2 separate regions of the Mus musculus genome follow, and region 1 is linked to region 2. A link is a contact called in public Hi-C data. All regions are on one chromosome and are shown on one strand. The core of a region is the stretch at or near the end of the contact, and the rest is flanking DNA. Distances in the headings are between cores, read along the strand shown. Region 1 has its middle 13 kb from the start of Gm38863. Region 2 overlaps Adamts9 (a disintegrin-like and metallopeptidase (reprolysin type) with thrombospondin type 1 motif, 9).

Region 1 (2,914 bases), core at 140-2,639, 400 kb after region 2:
TGAACTCTTAGGTGCCTCCCTGAGAACTAACAGGAAGTTGGTTCACCTCAGGCTTCCATTTTCTTATTTAAAGGAAGGGGTAAGATCATCAACGTGGGCATAATAAACTATCACAAATAGGGTATCAAAAGCCTGGGTCTCAGAAGTGCTCAGTCAGGTTAGTAAGGAGCCAGGCATGGTAGCACAAATCTAGTACCTGGGAGGACAAGCAAAGAAAGTTGCCTTCCAGTTCAAGGCCGATTTGGGATATATAGTGAATTCCAGGCCAGCTTGGGGTATGAATAATATTCTGCTTAAACAAATTAAAATTAATTAATTAATTAGTCAATTAATTAAAAGGGACAAAAAAAGAAAACAGGAAAGATGTCAGCAAGGAAATTAGCCAATCTATAACCCACAGGGTGGTCAACTTTTCCAGGGAAAGAGCCTTGTAAGTTACCATCCTTTGATTTCCCTGGTGACCATTATACAATAAAGCCCTGAAAATAAAAGATTTATGGAAGGAACGATGAGAGACCAAAGGGGAAGATAAAACGGTGGTGAGGGGCGGTGAGACAGAAAGATCATCTGCACCCCTCTGAATTCTTTTACCACCTGTTGCTTCCTGTGTGGTCTCCGGGAAAGGGTCGGCTTCCTTCTGCTGCAGTTTTCACCCTGGTCATACAGAGCCCTTCCTAGGATGGTTGTAGATATTACATAAGACACTGTAGGCAAAGCACTCGACACTTTAAAAAAGAAGTTTAAGCAAGGCTATTTCTCCACTACTGGTAATTGCTAGCATTCTCACACCGTGGTCCCATCCGTTGCTGGAATAAGGCTCCTGAAGAAAATACTTCTCTTTGTTTATGGACAAGTCTGATTTCTGGTTTTGCTCCTACTTAGAATTAGATCCCTTAGGAAACACAAAGCCGAGGGAACAGCTCGAAATCTGGGATTAGACTAACAGCACAGGCAGATCCACCATGGAGCTATGCACACAGTAAATCCCTCAGCTTCGCTAAACTGTGCACAACTAACATATCTCCCCAGTGCAGATCTCTCTCTCTCTCTCTGTCTCTCTCTCTGTCTCTCTCTCTGTCTCTCTCTCTCTCTCTCTCACTCTCTCTCTCTCTCTCTCTGTCTCTCTCTCTCTCTCTCTCTCTCTCTCTCTCTCTCTCTCTCTCTCTCTCTCTCTCTCTCCCCACCCCCACTGGCTGTTTGTAGCATGTTAGGAGCAGACTTAATTAAATCCCTAAACAAGGAAATGGCAGACTCCAAAGGAGATAGAGGAATGCCTGCGTCCAAACCAAACAAAGGAGAAACCATAAATACCAAGGCTTTGAGACATCAACACTGATACTGGAAAGGTTCTTCCTGCCCCTAAACCTGGCTCTTTAATCCCTTGGTGATTTGCCTTTGGCTGTTCCCCGCTGAGTTGAGATTCCAGGCTGAATGTGAGCACTGGTTCACATACCTGCTTCTAAAGAGGTCCAAAAGGCTGAATGTGAAATGTCCTGCTCCACACTCTGAACTGAGCACAGTTCTAGGACCTGGGGCAAAAGTACACACACACACACACACACACACACACACACACACACACACACACACTATGCTCACCTTACTAGAGCTCTCAGTCCAAAGAGGGAGACAGACATTAATCAAATTAACGGGCACAATACTATGAAGCAAAGCCCCAGGGTGTTCTGAGATTGCATTGTGAGTCGCCTGCCTAGAAGGACAGGGACCACTTCTAATGGAGTCAATAAAGCTAATGGTGACAGGAGAAAGCACAGCCTTGTCACAATCCTGTGACAAGAAGGAACAAGGAGCATCATGGGAAATGAAAGAAGTTCTGAGCAAATAGTATAATACAGCTCTGACCTTCCATAATGACAGTTGACAGCTACAAGGAGATGTCTGTCAGGTTTTAAGGTGTAGGCCCTGGTAATGGGCCCACACTCTGATGGAAGGACACACATCCAAGAATATATAGATGGCACAAATTGCATTAGGTAGGTCTAAAAAAGTAAAGAGAGAGATGACAAGGCCAGTAGGGAAGAGGGGGTAGGTATGGAAGGGGTTGGGGGAAAGAGATGAATAAGATCAAAATGCATTGTTTGAGATTATCAAAGATCTAATAAAATAAAAGAGAAAAGGAACATTAACGTAATGAAACTCATTTCTTTGCCAACCAAAAAGTTTAATTTTAAACTGTAAAAACCCTAAAAACCTTTATGGTACTCATTAATAATTTTTGCTACAATGATGGCCCAAAGTGACAGAATAAATATATAGTTATGCATGAAAAAGATAAAATGGAGAAGAAGGTGGTTAGACCATGGTGACATGAAGCAGCCATATTACAGACTGTCTTTATGTACCAGCAAAGAGAAACACAGGAACACAGAGGTGATGCAGCTTGCATTTGAGAAAGGCCAGAAGAGACTAGACTGTCGAGAGAACATGAAAAGCCAGTGGAGGCTATCTGGCAAGATGTGGGGCTGGGATGTTCCAGTGTGATCAGCTGTGAAAGTGACCACACCCTGCTGAGGATCCTTTGTAGATCCCAGACAAGGGAGCAAACTCTTGATCTGGACCCTGAAAATGCAAAACTCTGTTCTTCTGAAATAGGAGTTGACAGAGCTCCAAAGAGAAATCAAGCTGTACGGGATGACGGGGCAACACTAATAATGTTTACATATCTGTGCGGTCACGTTTTGAACCTGGCTCAGCAAGGATTTGTGATAGCACTTGGCACTTTTCACTAGCATCTAGAGCAGAAGCGAGACAGTGGCCACCGGTAATTCCAGCACTAAGGAACCAGAGACAAGGGCTCCCTGGGGCAAGCTGAAGCTAATCTAACTGCAGTCAATGAGTACCCCCAAGAGATCAGGCCTCAATAAACAAAGCGAAAGTAACCAAAAAAAACCCC
Region 2 (2,770 bases), core at 190-2,689:
CTCAGACAGCCAGAATAAACCCTTCTTCTTTTCAGTTGGTTTTATTGGGCATTTTGTCACGGCATTGGCACGAGTCACTAATCCAGGAGCCCATCGGACTGTGATACATCAAGGAGAAGATGAGGACAGTGGGCTTTAAATGTCCTGCTCTTAAGATACAGGGGCATGTGGAGTGTTCTGTGATCAATTTTAGGCAATAAATTATTGTGTTTATCACACAACAGTATTACAAGTAGGCTTAAGAAAATAACAACAACAGAGGGCATCCCCACACTGAGCACTTATCACAGTATTTCCAGCTTAGGAGAAAGCCACCATCAAAATGCGGGAAATTTAAGATAGAATATCAATCAACACAGCATATTTGGTTCACAAAAACAACAAGTGGGATTAGGTACATTCCATGTGCCTCAATTCTTAGCAAAATAAGAGAAAATTAATTTACCCACCAAGCTAATTATATTTTATTTAACAGCAAGAACCGAAGGAGCAGGTGGAGGGGAAACAAATCCCAAAGATCTTGCTCTTTATTCAAGGAGAGCCCACTCACTGTGCGATGACTAGGATACATGTGTGTGCAATGTCTCTGAGAAGCAGACTGGAATGCAAAGCTGTGGAGAAGGAACCAGAGCGAGGGACCGAGAGACTCTCTGGTGATACTAGTTACTTTTCTCCTTGGCGACACAAAGTACCCAACAGAAACAACTCAGGAGAGGAGGAGGCAAGGGTTTATTTAGGGCCCCAGTTTCAGAGTACTGCCTGTCATGTGTGAAACCGCGTGGCAGCAGGGAAGTGAGGCTGCAGGTCGGATAGTGTGGGGCCAGGGAGCCTAGGAGAAGGCCTGGAGCGAGAGTGGGGCTGAAGCATGCCCAAACCCAGGTCCTGAGATCTGCAGGAGTACGATCGCTTCCCCACCCCCAGCCCTACACCACCTCCTCTCCCCTGCCTTGGGCCAGCATACTCTGATGCTCATATCCCTGTGCCTCCTACCCTTGCCTCATCAGAGGCGTTGTCACATAGCCAGTAGCCCGGTTAAACTTCCTTTCCCCCTTCTTATAAAGTCATGTCCAGCAGCACCTGGAATTCTTCCTTATGCAAATGAGGCATCCCCAACATCCTGGCCCCAGCCAATCACATGCACTCATCCTGATAGCCCCTCCCCACCCAAAAGTTTAAATAGTCTTTGTTCCCCCCTCCCCCAATAAACTGAACCAGTTTTTTGAAGCTGCTCCTGTGTGTGTATGTGTGTGTGTGTGTGTGTGTGTGTGTGTGTGTCTGTGTGTGTCTGTGTGTGTCTGTGTGTGTCTGTGTGTGTCTGTGTTCTTTACCTGTGCACTCACGGCCGACCAAGATCCCGACTGCACCCAGCCATCCCAGCTAAGCTTCCCTCCAGTCTAGCCTAGTGTGTGCTTGCTGCCTGGCAGGCTATCTTGAAGGGCAGGGCAGTGAGGCAGTATGGCCTTCACAGTCAGGAAGCAGAGAGAGGGAGGGAGGGAGGAGGGGCAGGGGAGGGACGGGGGAGGGGCAAAGGAAGAGGCAAGGGAGGGGCGGAACACTGGTCCTTAGCTCGCTCACTCCCTTTTCTTCAGCCACCCAATTTTAGGATTCCTTTTGGTGAGGCCTAGAGTCCAAACATTTGACCTATTCTATTGTATGGGGTAAGAGCTGAACAGCAGCCAATATTTTGAATAAGTTTTTTGAGGTCAGAGGTGAGAATAAAATCTGTTCCCGGTCACTACAAGTGAACCCTCAGTGGCTTTGAACGTCAGCTCTGCTACTAATAAGAAACTTAGCCTATAACGGAGGAAGGAGATCCTGATAGGGAACACTTAAACTATGTTTAAGTGATATGGCTTAAATGACAAGCAGTGTTAAGCTTTTTAAATGCCCTTCCTAGGGCCATCGCAAGTTAAGACAAGGAGATGCATCTCTATTCCGTACACACTCACAGTGATTGTGTTTCCTGAGCACAAACTGCAGACCTGGACTTTGATGTGTGGAGGACATAATTTTCATATTTCAAAATCCATTTAACCAGGCCATTTAACAGGACGCTCCCAGATAACTTTCAGCTGCAAATGATTAATGGAAGAACAGGTATCAAGGTGCAGGAGAGATGGCTCAGCAGTTAAGAACGCTCACTGCTGTCTAGCACCCACACCAGGCTCACACTGGCCTGTAAGCGCAGCCTCAAGGAATCCAAGACGTTCTAGAGGACCTGCACGCATCTGGTAAGTAAAGCCCATGCAGGCGGGGACACACTTGTAAGCAAAACAATAAACCTTGTAAACAAGCAAAGGCCAGAAGAAAACTCTAGGACAGTTTTACAAATGCCTGACAGACTTGAGCATGCGTGATTAAAAGTGTACAGTTGTGAAGAGATGGTAGTGCTTGGCAATGGCTGTCTACGTAAAAAGGCATTTAGCAACACGAACGAAAGATCTCCTTCCCATTAGCATTAACAGACAAATGTTTACCATAAATTTTGATAATAGAAAACACTAGTTAGACAAAATATTTTCCTTCTCCAATATTCTATTATTTCCTTGGTAGATGTGTTAAAATGTTACCCAGTTATTTGTATTGTATCTTTAGAATTCAACTAGCAACATCCTCTCTCTCTCTCCCCCCACCGTGTGTGTATGTGTGTGTATGTGTACACATGTGTGTGTGCCAGCGTGTGCGTGCACGCACACTCGCACACTCAAGTGCATGCCAGAAGAGGCATCAGATCATCCCAGGACTGGATTTAGAGATGGTGGCACACCAT

The links. A called contact is a pair of places that touch in the nucleus more often than the background predicts.
Region 1: a contact with region 2 is called in a Hi-C map of trophoblast stem cells, with 2.3 times the contacts expected there. The contact joins two enhancer-like sites. A contact is called at or near these places in 9 of 484 Hi-C or Micro-C datasets (the HL-1 cell line, Sertoli cells, embryonic stem cells and 5 more), 5 of 115 datasets of contacts at active chromatin or transcription factors (embryonic midbrain, embryonic stem cells and pancreatic cancer cells) and 1 of 9 other capture datasets (embryonic stem cells).

Annotation. Positions count from the first base shown.
Region 1 is chr6:93,180,077-93,182,990 of GRCm38.p6, forward strand. No RefSeq gene overlaps it. Among named protein-coding and RNA genes, the nearest start is that of Gm38863, 13 kb to the right of the region's middle. Within about 2 kb of position 1,390, at least 20 of the 459 cell types and tissues checked have an H3K27ac peak or open chromatin away from gene starts, as enhancers often do. A contact at or near this core is called in trophoblast stem cells, where this site is marked.
Region 2 is chr6:92,778,427-92,781,196 of GRCm38.p6, forward strand. The region is part of intron 38 of Adamts9 (a disintegrin-like and metallopeptidase (reprolysin type) with thrombospondin type 1 motif, 9); the gene reads right to left. Among named protein-coding and RNA genes, the nearest start is that of Gm52913, 6.9 kb to the right of the region's middle. Within about 2 kb of position 1,440, at least 13 of the 459 cell types and tissues checked have an H3K27ac peak or open chromatin away from gene starts, as enhancers often do. A contact at or near this core is called in trophoblast stem cells, where this site is marked.